Regions from separate parts of the Mus musculus genome. Here all the other regions are linked to region 2. The links are chromatin contacts, called in public promoter capture Hi-C maps. All regions are on one chromosome and are shown on one strand. Each heading gives the region's core, a stretch centred on a gene start, on an enhancer-like site or on the middle of the called end of the contact. The rest is flanking DNA. Distances are from core to core; before and after follow the strand shown.

What was found. Promoter capture Hi-C pulls out the DNA fragments that hold promoters and counts their contacts.
Region 1: a contact with region 2 is called in a promoter capture Hi-C map of liver, with 5 times the contacts expected there. The contact joins the promoter of Ppfia1 here to the promoter of Ascl2 in region 2.
Region 3: a contact with region 2 is called in a promoter capture Hi-C map of liver, with 2.9 times the contacts expected there. The contact joins the promoter of Fadd here to the promoter of Ascl2 in region 2. A contact is called at or near these places in 4 of 39 promoter capture datasets (fetal liver, liver and stem cell-derived epiblast-like cells).

The regions. Positions count from the first base shown.
Region 1 is chr7:144,550,345-144,555,236 of GRCm38.p6, forward strand. Ppfia1 (protein tyrosine phosphatase, receptor type, f polypeptide (PTPRF), interacting protein (liprin), alpha 1) reads right to left here and starts at 3,385. Exons shown (of 32, transcript NM_001195086.1): 1 at 3,175-3,385; 2 at 1,926-2,189. The coding sequence starts at 2,189. It also overlaps the pseudogene Gm35626.
Region 2 is chr7:142,967,017-142,971,325 of GRCm38.p6, forward strand. It overlaps Ascl2 (achaete-scute family bHLH transcription factor 2), which reads right to left and starts at 2,248. Exons shown (of 3, transcript NM_008554.3): 1 at 1,955-2,248; 2 at 884-1,683; 3 at 1-323. The coding sequence starts at 1,964. The coding sequence ends at 902.
Region 3 is chr7:144,580,733-144,585,297 of GRCm38.p6, forward strand. It overlaps Fadd (Fas (TNFRSF6)-associated via death domain), which reads right to left and starts at 1,709. Exons shown (of 2, transcript NM_010175.6): 1 at 1,372-1,709; 2 at 1-128. The coding sequence starts at 1,657.

The DNA.
Region 1 (4,892 bases), core at 2,135-4,634, 1.6 Mb after region 2:
CTCATACTGAGGGTGACCATGTGGTTGTACCAACTGTCACCACAACCACTTTTGGCAGCAACTCCTGAGGCTGGTGTCCACTACAATTCCACTCCTTAGAACACTCCAACAGAAACACACACAGCTAGTTCTGCACCTCCCAAATGCAAAAGTATCCTAGGAAGATTAGGACCAGGGTCAGCCTCAGGGGTCCTGACTGCAGAAGGAACAGGCAGGGCCCATCTACACAAGTGCTGCAGGGCAAGTAAAGGTGGATCTCACAAGTCCAGGGAATGGTGAAAAGACAAAACATACAGATTTCCTATAGAAAGTCAAGCATGCGCAAAGGAACCAGTAGTGAAGAGCTGGACCACATTAGAATGGAGGACAGTCACTGATGGCAGGAAGCAGGAGAGTTTTCACAGGAGGCATGGTCCTATCCATACCTTGATCCAAGCTCCCCAAGCATTAACTGGAGAGCTGGCTGAGGCACACACTTGTGGCCTGTGCAGTCCTCATGCATGCTCCAATGTAAGTACACTGACTGAACATACATGCCCATCTGGTCACATTTTTAGCTACCAGAGGACCCTGATTCCAGGAAGTGAATTATCTAGAACAAGTTTACTCTGTGACACTAGACTCGGGTCAGATATGATGTAACTGTGGACACAAGCATGTCCTACATTTGATGAGGCACTGCAGAGCAGCAAGCCAGCACAACCTAGCAACAGGTGAGACAGTTCTCACTGCCTGAAACTCACTACCCACAACACCCACCAGCTCTGCCTCCCCTGTGCCTGTTCTTTCCAAAAACCTCAATGTTGACCAGCCACTGATGCAGAGTTGAGCTGCAACAAACCCAAGTGTAGAGTAGAGCAAGTAGGACTCATGACCTCCTGAAAGCCTCTTGAGTATGAGGCAACGGAATCTGACCTAATTAACCTGCTCATTCCTAAGACTCCAGGAAGAAAAGACAACTCTCTAGTCACCAAACAAAACCCCTCAGCACACAACACTAACACCAAATTACTGTTTCTAAAAAGGACATTCAAACATTTAGTCCCATCTCATAGAACTGACTTTACAGCTGAGAGATGCATCAAGGCACTCATTACTGACTTGCTAACTGATATCTGCAGACACACCACAAGAGCGTAAGTGCAGATTCCTTGAGCACCAAGGAGACGCCCATCATGAACCAGTAAAGTGGGCTGTCAGCAGGAATCTAAGCAACCCCTGCTCCACATGCCTGCCTCTCACCTTGGGCTTTGCTGGCTATACTGCCTTCTCCTTCCTATACCACTTAACTCCAAAAGAGGAGGCTCTAGCATACCAATCTAAATGTGATACTAAGGACACAGTAGGTATTTCAAGCTCTGAAAGTCTCATCTGCCTGGGAAGAGGAGCCTCAGGATTCAATTTTCAATCCTTTCTCCCCTGAAACAAAGTTTAGTTACAGCTCACAGATGTTCTGGAGAAAGCCTGTATAAATTTTTCCCATGAAATGAGTTCTATTTATCCACAAGATTTCCCTAGGAAATTGGAAGTCCACAAGACATAAACCAGGGATAAGATAAAAAAACCCTGAGATCCACTCCTCACAGATCCACAGCAGACAAGGACAAGTTTAAGACAGAATGGGACACTCAACACAGCTCAACTGCTTCATAGCCCCCTGTCAAAAACATTTAAGTGCTTTCCTAAATCTAGGCAGTTTCCCAAAGAGGTATGACAGTGGAGTGGTGTGGTCACATGGCTTTGGTGGATCCCCATTTTTTCCCCTAAATTGAATTCCTGAGAATTTTACCAGTGCTCAGAAAACATCAGAACCATCACTTCCCAAGTGGTTACACAAAGCAGCCAGCAAGCTAATACACTAACAAGACAGTCCTGCAGACATTTAAAGGCAGAAACCTTCCTTGATTTCAGTTTGATGGGCATACCTGTGGAAGTGCAGTATTGAGCTGCCTCTGCAAAGAATCTCTTTCATGACCAACTTCATGCAACTTCCCCTGGGTTAATGCCAGTGTTTCTTGTGTCTCTCTTAGTGTGTCCAGAAGGCGGTCCCGTTCTTCCAACATGGAAACCATGAGCTGCTCAAAATGCGAATCAGCATCTGGCTGTGAAGGGGAGCCTGACCCATGGCTCCCACCTCCTCCTGGAGGGCCTTCTGCTTCACTAATGGTCGGCATCACCTCGCACATCATCTTGAAAAAGGAACGGTACAGACCACAATCAGTAGGTGCAGAACAAGAGTTTCCACAAACCTGCAGCTTTCTGAGCACCACCTGTGGCTAATGAGAAAAAGGCTGACAGCCCCAGAGCTATCCGTGACGATCATCCACTCTGGATGCACACACTCTGGGAAGTAGCATGCACAGGTCAATATAATGAGCAGATTGGGGGAGACAGTCCTGGGAGCAAGAGGAGCTGGGATGCTCACCTCCAACCAGTGGGGGTCTGTTTAAAATCCACATTTAACAGCTGAAGACAGTTTCCTCAGGAAGAGAGATTCCAAACAGTCCCTCAACCACAGAAGAAGACTGGAAACTGACAAAACACCAGCACTATGGACCCAAGCATCCTCCAGGAATGTGTGCAGTCAGCTCCTGGGAAGGACTAGCAGGCACCCTGACTTGTGGGGCTGGATATTTGGTGATCAGCGGAAAAAGCAACTGGATTGGCTTTTTAAAGTCTGGACAGAAGTGTTTAGCAAAGGCCTGCTGCTGTGTAACGGTTGGTCAGCCAACCCAACTTACATAAGTTCACAGTCAAAGACAGGGGAAAAGAACAGAAAGAGAAAATATACCCACACTGGGAATCTAGGAAGTCGGGACAACAGGGCTAGGTTAAAAAAAAAAAAAAAAGGAGGAGGAGGAGGAAAAGGTGAGATGGAACTAGAGATTGCATGCTGTCAGGGCACAGGGTGGAGGATGAAGCAGAAGGCGCTGCAGGTGCATCTGAGCAGCACCCGCTGCCCCGGCCTGGCTCAGCTGACCCCACAGCCTCACTGCCCCCAACCTCACTTACTCTGGCCAGTCTAAGCGAACTCGGACCTAACTGCTATCAACCCGTTTTGCCAGGCTAGCCGCAACTCTGCTGGCTCTGCTGACCCCCGCACACTGACCCTGCCGACCCGGCCCCACCGACCCTGGCCCGCCACCCAGCGCGGCCCGCTCCACCCGCCCTCACCTTGGCCGGCGGGCGCGGCTCCGGGGCTATGAAGCGGCCTTCGGGCGGCGGCCGGCTGCGGGCCGACCCACGCAGCCCCGCGGCTGCGTCCTCGCCCGGCCCCCGGGCCCGCCGCCCCGCTCGTCACGAAGGCCGGCCCGCCGCCGCGGGACACTAGCGAGCGCAGAGAACCGGGCCCGGCGCGTCGCCGGCGTCAACGTGCCCGACGTCCGGCGCGTCGGCGCGAGCGTCAGCACCGCCCCCCGCGGGAGAGGTTGGCCGCGGGGCCGTGCGCATGCGCTAGATCCGCGGTAGTGGGCGGGCGGTCTATCGGGAGATCCAATTGGCTAGTCCTCGCTTTAGCCCCGCCCCCGGCAGGCCAACCCCCTGCGGAGACAGGGCGACCGTGGAAACACCGGTAAAGATCTCTGGCAGGTGTGCGCAGCTCGCAGTCCTGCTTCCGTGCTCTCACGCCAGTGTGTGTGTGTTGACGTCACCCAAACGCCGACGTCACCTGAGCACTCGCCCCCCCCCTCAAAACCCAAGACCTCTGGGGAGTCCCGCCGGACCACCTGCAAAACCGGAAAGTGCTGACAGGTCGGGCAAGGTACCTTCTACCTCTATGCCTACCCTTCAGAAGTCTGAGGCAGGAGAATTACAGCAAGGTGGAGACTCTGCCTGTAAAATACAAACAAAGGCTACTGCCATCAACCCTGACGACTGAGTTCGAACCCTAGGACCCAGAAGACCTGCAGTAGATCCTCGGAACCTACATAGTCCTGAATGTTGTCCTCTGACCTGCACACATGTATCGTGTGGGTGCATACATGTGCTCACATTCACACGCGCACACACAACAACAACAAAATGTAAGGGCTCAGTCACTCTTGCAAGTATTAGAACCTAAGTTCCATTTCCCAGACTCCACGTAAAAATAAAAAGCTAGCTGGCCTTGGTGCTACACGCCTTTATTCCCAGCACCCAGGCAGATCTCTGGGTTCAAGCTAGCCTTGTCTACATAGTGAGTTTCAGGACAGCCAGGAGTACATACTGAGACCTTGTTTTAAAACTTTTTTTTTTAATTAACGCCAATAAAATAGTCCAGAAACCAAAGCAAAATGATCATCAACCATAACTGAAAAGCCAATAAAACTTTCCAAAGGCCAAGGCAAGAATACTGTCGACTAGTATAGGCTACATAGAGAGCCAGGACAGTCAGGGTTACATGGGCAGATTCCTGTTTCAAGAAGTCAGTAATTAATTACAAAGTCAAGTTACAAGTATAACCAAGCACAATAGTGCCCACCTGAAATCCTAGCACTCAGAAAGCAGAGGCAGGCAGGCAGATCTCTGAGTTTTGCCCGATCTATATAATGAGACCTTTTTCCACAAAACAAGTCAGAATGTAAATAGAAGCAGCAAAGTCTTTAAGGACTATCAGCCACTGCACACAAGTTCTCAGTTGCCTTGATCTCAGGTTTGGATTTGAGGAAATGCTCAAGCCAGACGTGGTGGCGCACGCCTTTAATCTCAGCACTGGGGAGGCAGAGGCAGGCGGATTTCTGTGTTCGAGGCCAGCCTGGTCTTCAAAGTGAGTTCCAGGACAGCCAAGGCTATATAGAGAAACCCTGTCTCAAAAAACAAAAACAAAAACAAAAACAAAATGCTCATGTCTCCCCAGAGGTTCCTGCCAATACAGCCATCTCCTAAGAAACTGATCCAGGACCAAACACAGCTCA
Region 2 (4,309 bases), core at 998-3,497:
GGTCATCTTTATTGTGCTCCAAGCTTAAGGATCCTTTGTATAAAAATAATTCTTCATATTTTCAGTAGAGTCCTACAACAGTTCAAGTTAATTGATAAAAAGTAGATTGTCATTGTAAAAATCTTTATCCTGAGAAATTTCCAAGTCCTGATGCTGCAAGGTCCGGAAGATGGAAGATGTCATTCCGCGGCGTGGAGGCCGAGCAGAGGTCAGTCAGCACTTGGCATTTGGTCAGGCTGCACTAGACAGCATGGGTAAGGCATAGGCCCAGGTTTCTTGGGCTAGAAGCAGGTAGGTCCACCAGGAGTCACCCAGGGATGCAGCTGTGAAGAAGATAAAAGGTGTCAATGTGTACGGACACCGCCCCACCTCCCAAGGCGCAGTAGGCAGTTTCGTTTGCTTGATTAGTTTTGGAGTCTCAACTCATGGGTGCCTCGATCCGCTCAGAGGCGCCGACGGGGGCGGGGCGCACGCTCAGAACCTGCCCGCCGTGACTCAGGGGCCCGCTCCAGCCGACTCACTCCGCACCCCGGCCTAGGACGCGATTTGCAATGCAAACTCACCCCGCCTCCAGCACCCGACTCGGCCAGGCTCTGACAGCACTGGGACCTCGCCGGCCCGGCCCTGAGGCCGCTCCCCTCCCCTGGCCTCCCCTTCCCCCACCCACAGCAGAGCTCTGAGAGGAAGTTTTGCAATCCCGGACAAACAAACGCCGGTCTTGCTCAGGCTTGAAAAAGGTTGAGGAAAAATGAAGCGTGCGCGAAATCCAAGTGATCGCCCCAGCTGAGTCCTGGCTGCACAGGGTCCCCGTGGCGCTAAGTGTCAGGCCCGCCCACCACGTGTCTCCCTTACTGCTTCGCCTCCCCGCCGTCCTGGAACTTACCTTAGGGGGGTGGGATGCTCAGTAGCCCCCTAACCAACTGGAAAAGTCAAGCAGCTCCTGCTCCATCGGGCTTAGCTCTCCCTCGCAGCTGCTTTCCTCCGACGAGTAGGCGGAGCGCGGGGAGGTAGGCTCAGAGCAGCCCAGGCGGTCCGGGGACGGAGACGTAGAGGCGCAGGACAGAGACGCGCTGGCAGGGGAGGCAGAGGGCTGCGCGCACTCATCGGACGGCGGAGTAGCGGGTGTTAACAGCCCCCCAGCGAGCGCGGCACGCACCGCGTCGTGCTCTGCGAGCAGCCGCTGCAGCGCACGAATGTACTCTACCGCGGAGCGCAGCGTCTCCACCTTACTCAGCTTCTTGTTGGCGCCGCCGTGCGGCACGTGCTGCCGCAGCGCCTGGAAGCCCAAGTTTACCAGCTTTACGCGGTTGCGCTCGCGCTCATTGCGGCGTGCCACGGCAGCCGAGCTGCTGCTGGCCTCGGTTGCTCCAGATCGCCGCCGCCGGCTGCAGCGCAGCAATTCCGGAGACGCTTGTCTCCGCCGAGCAGCGCAGGCTCCAGCGACTCCAGACGAGGTGGGCATGAGTCTGGGCAGCGCGCCGCCGTCCATCAAGCTTGCATTCAGCCCCTGGGCCCCTGCTACGAGTTCTGGTGCGGCACAGGAAAAGTGCTCGCGAGGAACCGGGTGCGGTGGGAAGTGGACGTTTGCACCTTCACGGGCCTCAGGCAGGGCACTGCTGCAGGACTCCCTAGGGCACGCGTCGCTGGCCTCCTGCAGTCCTGGGACCCCGTACCAGTCAAGGTCTGAAAGAGTAGGGAAGCGTGGTACTCTCGTGTCCCGCGCGTGCTGTCAGGCGCTCCCCAAGTCTCCCTTTACGCGGCTCAAGCGGCTCCTTTTTTTTAAAAAGTATAGATAACTCTCCTCCGCCCGCCACCGCCTCCTTTCTCACGCCCTCCTTCCTTCGCCTCGCCCTCCCGCCACGCTTCACCCTCCCCTTGGCGTACACATTCTGCAAAGCTGACACCGTGCGCTTCCACCCCCACCCCTCCCGGGTGCAGTTCATGGCCTACTGACGTGCTTCCATGCTCCGGGCAGATGCTTAGCTTATTGCGTCCTCGAAAAATCCTCGAGTGCAGATCCCGAACTGCGCTCCGCAGGTCCCGCACACTCAGGGGCTGAGAGAGGGTCCGAGAGAGGGTCCGAATGTACTCTACAGGCACCTCCACCCGTCCTGGTGCTCAGCCCTTAAGCCCCAAGAGCTGCCAGGTCTCCGCACACCTAGCGCTTGCAGCCGGATGAAGAACCGGACCAAGCTTTGCGGTGACCAAGAGGTAGGAGGCAGAAGAGCGCGACCCCCTAGGGTAGCACGAGCCTCAAACCCGCACCCACGTCCCTCCCCCTGGCGGAGGAGGCGGGAGCCGGGGTCTCAGCCAATCTGGGATCGCCCGTTTGGCCAATGACAATTGGCGCGGTCCTATGCCGGGGCCAGAAGGAAGCGTACGCCTGGCGCGTGGCTCCAGAGATGGGGGAGTGTCTCGCACAAGGCTCCACGCCCACTCCGCCCCACCCTGCTCCTCCACCAGGACCCGGTGTCCACGCATTGCAGGAGCACACCTGTGCCCCTTGAGTGTGAGAAGGGCTTGAGGAGTGGTTCAGACCAGTAATGGGAAATTTCATGTTCCTGGGCACCTGTACCCATTTAGCCCCTCATGCACACCCCATGCCTCTGTGTTTTCAAGAATCCCCAGGACCGGTTGCCCTGACCTGAGAGAATACAATCAAGTCCACTCCTTTCTCACACTGTCACCCATCTGCACCTTACAGCCAGCTCTCCAAGTCTGGGTCTCTTTTCCTAATGGTGAATCTACCCAGACTAGTTTTTGTTCGGTTCCTGGACTTTTTGTTCAATAACACTTCTTCGGATTCCAGCAGACCTCTCAGTCCCATCCTTCCCCTGAGGCCGGTGGAGGGAAGGTTGAAGGGGAAGGGAAATGCACTGACCTTGTCAAAGTCTCAGTTTTGCCCCATTGTCCCAGAAGTGTGCTCTCAAGGCCGTAGCAAGCCCAATTTTTCCCTCAAAGGACTAGGTAGGTGCTTGGGAGCCAAGCAAGACCTATAGGGTTCAAGTGGTCTATCCTGTGGGTAGTAACCTGGAGTTACTTTCTTTGTAAATATCCGACTGGGGGAGGGCTACCAAAACCAGGCTTCTCTCTGCTTTCGCACTGCCTTGGAGCATGTACTGCCAGTGTGGGGCTGCCTGCAGGTTCCATGACTCTCCAGGATTCGTCAAGGCTGTATCATCCTAATCCAGCCTTTTGATAACCTTGCTGTGGGAAGTGGGCAGTGAGTCGAAATTTCCCGGGTGTCTGCTAAGAGCACTTGGATAAGTCTAGTCACTTCTCTGCTGTTTGGAGCAATCCAGTTGGTCTGGGGAGATTGTTAAGTAAAGCACTTGCTGTGCAAGTGTGAGGACCTGAGTTCAAATCCTCAGAACCCATAGAAACCCAAGATGCCAAGAAGAGAATTCCTTCAAACTTCCAGGCCAGCTAGCCCCAGGACTGCAATAATGAACAACAACGTCTATCTTAAACAGGCTGGAAGGGAAGGACCAACATCCAAGATATCCTCCAACCTCCATACACACTGCTGTGCTCATCCTTGCACACGCAAGCATGCACACATATACAGAAGAGATGGAAACAGTTTGTATCCTGGTGCCCTGAGGAGGTTTGATCTGCAAACCCTCACTGTACGGAGACCACTGCTGCCCTGTTTCCTCCCTGCCTTTCCCTAAGTTGTTTTTTGTACTTTTCCTCCATTTAGGGGTGGTGGTGGGAGAGTCTCCTGAAGCTTAGGTTAGCCCTTAATTCACTACATAGCTAAGGATGACTGTGAACTTCAGAACGTCTATCTTCTTCTTATATCTCCAGATAGATTATAGGCATGCACCGTCACACTCATTGTATGTGATGCTGGAGATGGAACCCAGGGCTTCATATATGATACATGCTAGACAATGTGGTGCATTCTAGGCAATCTAGCAACTTAGGTACATCACCGTGTGTCTGTGTGTGTGTCTGTGTGTGTGTGTGTGTGTGTGTGTGTGTGTGTGTGTGTGTGTAAAGACTCACGACTCTTTCAGGGGTCTCACCATATTTCCTTCCTCTCAGGCTGGTACATACCCTACTTCTATAAAGCCAGCATCTCATCCTACTCAGCACCTTTCCCACCTTGGCCCCTCCCCCATCCTGGCCCTCGTACTTTCTGCAAGCCCAACCTACCTTCCTCAGCTTAAAGGTGACAGTTCCCTAGGGATTGGCGTCTCCCTAGGTGTGCCCCTTCATTTCTTAACTTCACGTACCCACATCCTCTAACCATCCTGGTGGCAGTTCTCTTGCTCCAGAAGCAGTTCTCCCCTGATCATAAGAG
Region 3 (4,565 bases), core at 459-2,958, 1.6 Mb after region 2:
ACTCAGACTTCGGGGGTACTTCTCCTCAATCCCATCCATCTTGGCCTCAGACACCTTCAGCTCGCGGGCCAGTCTTTTCCAGTCTCTCCCCACATTGTCACACACAATGTCAAATGCCACCTGCAGATCTAGGAGGGAAAAGAGCAGTGTGACTTGACTGAGGAGCTGGGGCAAGTCTCCCTACCGGCCACCAAGCATGGGCCTGAGCACTTCGAAGACAACATCACTTCAAAGCCACTCAGGTCCTGTGCTGACACTAAGTAGCACAGGAGCTACTTCAAGATACCCAAAGTGGCCTGATCTGCCCAGCCACATTCTCAGCCTGGGCCACAGCGAGCTATGGCTTAGAAGACTGTCAACTGAGGACTGGAGTGTCAGAGGGAAAAAGCAGGGCTGCCCTAACACCCCGCTCAATAGTGGGTTGGCCAAAGTCCCCAAAGCTACATCTTACACTGTGACCTTTGCTGGTTTGACCAGACACCACAAAAGATCTGTCTCTGTGCTACTCTGGAGCCCCTGCTTAGACACAGGCAAGGTGTAATCTCTGTAGGGAGCCCTGGGCAGTGGCTGAAGACCCTTTACTGGATTCCTGTAACAATAACAAACATTGGAATGCCTTGGAGATGTGAATACACAATCCATTTTCGTGTGGATCTTGCACACACCGGCAGTGGGAAGCTTTACTCCACAGGCCCTCCAGCTGCTTTGATGTTCTGTGTCACTGTAGACAAAGAGCAACGGTGACAACCAACCAGGAACTAAATAAACCTTTGCCCCTTTAAATGGCTTCTCGAGTATTTGTCACAAGTGATCAAGTGTCTAATATATGCTTAATCTGTATCTACATCCCAAGGCCAGCCTGGTGTTGCTCAGCTGTGGCTGCTATCCACTGTGCGTTATGGGGAGGCATAGCGCCTCCTCTCTACGCAAAACAGAAGTAACTGCCGATAACCAGACACTGCACTCTGGACCAGAGAGCACAGCCGCCGCGCAATCTTTCCTTGGCCAGGAAGGGCAGTCTTGGACACAGGCACTCCCACTACGGAAATGGTGCCGAGCAGCCGGCACACGTGACCTCTGCCCACTCTTCAACGCTACCCTCACTGGGGTTAAGATGCCTTAGTCACATTCACTTCTTAGCTGAGTTTTCCAACGAAGCACTGCAGGTCTGAGGCGAGTTAATACTGGGGTTGGGCAAGTGGCACGAACCCTTGGGTTCAACCTTGGCACTGCCAGTAAGAAACAAGACCTCCCAGCTTCCGGCTCAAGCGGTTGAAAAAAGTGGGCGTGCCCTAGAGTCCATCCCAGTCGGAGCCAGTGGAGGGTGCACTGAGGCCAGGCCTCCCCGCCCATTCCCCGCCCCCTGCCCACCTGCCTCCCCCGGGGGCGCAGCGGTCGCCGTCCCCGCCTCGAAGTCGTCCAGGCGCTGCAGTAGATCGTGTCGGCGCAGCGAGGCCAGCAACTCGCGCAGCAGCCCGGTGTGCCCGCGCTCCAGGTCGTTCTGCTCCAGCAGCACCGTGAACAGGTCCAGGCCACTCTGCACGCGCTCCAGCTTTCGTTTGCTCACGCGCTCGCGGCACAAGAACTTGAGCTCCATCAGATCGTTGCCCGACAGGCTGCCGGACAGCGAGTGCAGCAGCACCAGGAATGGGTCCATGGCAGTGGTACGCCGGGCTGCCCCTCAGCGATCCCACATAGGAAATCACCTTAGGCTTTCCCGCCCAGCGTCTCGCGGGATGTCCAAATCAGACGCATGCGCTTCGGATGTGGCTGTAACCGCTTCCGCCCGGGCTGGCATCCGCTGTTGTAGTAGCTTTGACAGCTGAGCTGCGTTGACTTCAGCTTACGCGCGCGTTTCTCACCCCGAGGCAGAACAGATCTTGTTCACCAGAAGTGTAACGTGGATCCTCTTGGGGCTCTGAGGAGCTGCGCAGCCCTACTGTGTGGGGGGGGGCTGGAAGAGCAGCTGCAGATGCCTACGGCTGCCAGATCATGTTCTATCACCGGAAAGAAGGAAAGAGAGAGAGAGAGAGAGAGAGAGAGAGAGAGAGAGAGAGAGAGAGAGAGAGAGATGGATGGAGTTACTTATGGGCTGGAGAGACAGTTCAGGGGTTAAGAGCACTGGCAATTCTTACAGAGGACCTTCACGAATTCAATTCCCAGCACTCACATGATGGCTTACAACCATCTGTAATTCCAGTTCCAGGGGCTTTGACATCCTCTTCTGGCAAGCACACTTGTGGTATGCTGACAAAATACTCGTACATATAAAAACCATTAAATATTCCTTGGTATATGTATGAGCATTTGTAGGTGGTTTAGTGCTCCTACAGGTCTTCAAGTGCCCACGGAGGACAGGAAAGGGCATGGATACCCCTAGGACTAGAGTTCCGTTTGGATGTGAACTCTTGTGTGGATCCAGGTTCTCCGTGAGAGCAACACAGTGCTCTTAACCGCCAATCCATTCCCCCAGGCCAATAATATGTATATTAAAATGAGTAGAAGAGAGGATTTGGAATATTGTCATCAGAAAAAGTTGATGTGTGCCGGAGGTTGTAGAGACACTAACTGCCCTGCTTTGAGCTTTCGTTAACAATACACTGATTCCACAGCCACACCCAAGTACTGCTCATGAGTTAAAAAGTGCCTGTTGCCCAAGCTTGAGGACCCATGCTCAGATCCTGGTGTCCACATAAAAAGACGAACAAGGAGGTGCCCATCTGAAACCCCAACTTTGGCAGAGACAGATGGATTCCTGGTGCTCAGTGGCCAGGCACTCTAGCTGAATGGCTGAGCTCCAGGTTAGTGGGGCGCAGTTATGCACAGCATACCCAGCAGGGTTGACTTATATTTTTTTAGATTGACTTATAATTCACCCATTTAAAGTTCAGTGCTTTGGTTGATTTTTGAGACAGGGTCTCACGCTGTAGCCCAGACAGACAGCTGAGGCTGTATAGAATGACAAATGGGGCTGGAAAGGTGGCTCGAGGTTAAGAGCGTTTGTTACTCTTCCAGAGGATCTGGGTCTGGTTGCAAACAACTATGCAGGACTGCTTACAACTGTCTGTAACTACAGACAGGGGAATCAGGGGCCCTCTGCTGGTCTCTGCTGGGCACTACAGTCTCTCTCTCTCTCTCTCTCTCTCTCTCTCTCTCTCTCTCTCTCTCTCTCTCACACACACACACACACACACACACACACACACACACACACACACGAACACATTTTTACTAGGTTGGGGGAGGGCTCTTTAGGGGAGCAGACCAACAGAAGTGAATTTACTGGACTGGCTTACTTGAGGGGGCTGAGTGTATGTATCCTGTAAATGCAGAGGAGATTCAATCCCAGAAGCTGGAAACCTCAATAGTCAGAATCCAATCTTGAAAGTCTGGGGGTTCCCTGGAGAGCCTATAGTTGTTGAGTCTATAGTTTTTCCTCTATGGTAGTTTCTTTTGAGACAAGATCTCATGTAGTTCAGGCTGCTCCAGAACTACTCCCCTTCACACCATGTAGCTCAGGATGACCCTTAAGCTTCTGATCCCCCTGCCTCCACCTCCCAGGTGTGCACCACCAGGTCCAGTTTATTTTTGTTCTGGATGTCAATCTCTTGTTAGATGTGTGTTCTGTAAACACCTCCACATCATGTGCACTACTTTTCCAGTCTGTTCATAAGATCCTGCAATTTAAAAGTTCATAATTTTGATAAAATCAGGTGCATGTATTTTTCTTTCCATTGTGCTAATAAAGGGGAAAAAGCCTCTCTGGTGGCGGTGACCAGAACACGCCTCTCAAGAATGGCCTCCACCATCCTTGTCCAGAAGAGAAGAGGACATACAGAAGCAGGGTGCTACAGAGCCAGGTTCCCACCTCACAGCTGTGAAATGCCCAGAGCATATGCAATTCCTAGTCATGCCACCATACTCCACGTTGGCTGCTCCTACAGCAGGGAGAACAAGGTTTCCAGAAAGAAGTTCTTCATGAGGGAGGAGCACTGAAAGTCCCTGAACCAAGATGAGCCGGAGGCCATCCCAACAGACACCAAAAGGAAGGAAGAGAGCCAGCTGTGGCGGTTCACGCCTTTAATCCTAGCATTCAGGAGGCAGAGGCAGATGGAAGTCTGAGTTCGAGGCCAGTCTGGTCTGCAGAATGAGTTCTAGGTCAGCCCAGGCTGAGAAACCCTGTCTAAAACAAAACCAAACACAAACAAAAAGGTAAAGAAAGGAAGAGAAAGAAAGGGGGTGGATAGGAGTCAGGATGGGAGGAAGAGGAAAGAAGGAAGACAAAGAACAAAGGGAGAGAGGGAGGAGAGAAACAAGGAGGGAAGGAGGGAGAGCTTGAACATCCCTTACTGGTTTCATGGAGGTAAACTCACCCTTGTTTGTGCTGATGATGGTTAGAACTCTTGCCTTCCTCTCTAGGGTTGTCTGTCTCCAAGTTTGTCTTTTCTTGAGTGTTGTTGCTCCACTAATGCTAGGTGGGAGCTTTCCTCAGCTCTGCCATCCCTTGCCTTTCCTTGCAGAGGTTGTTGTTATTGTTGTGTTTGTTTGTTTGAGGCTGGGTCTCA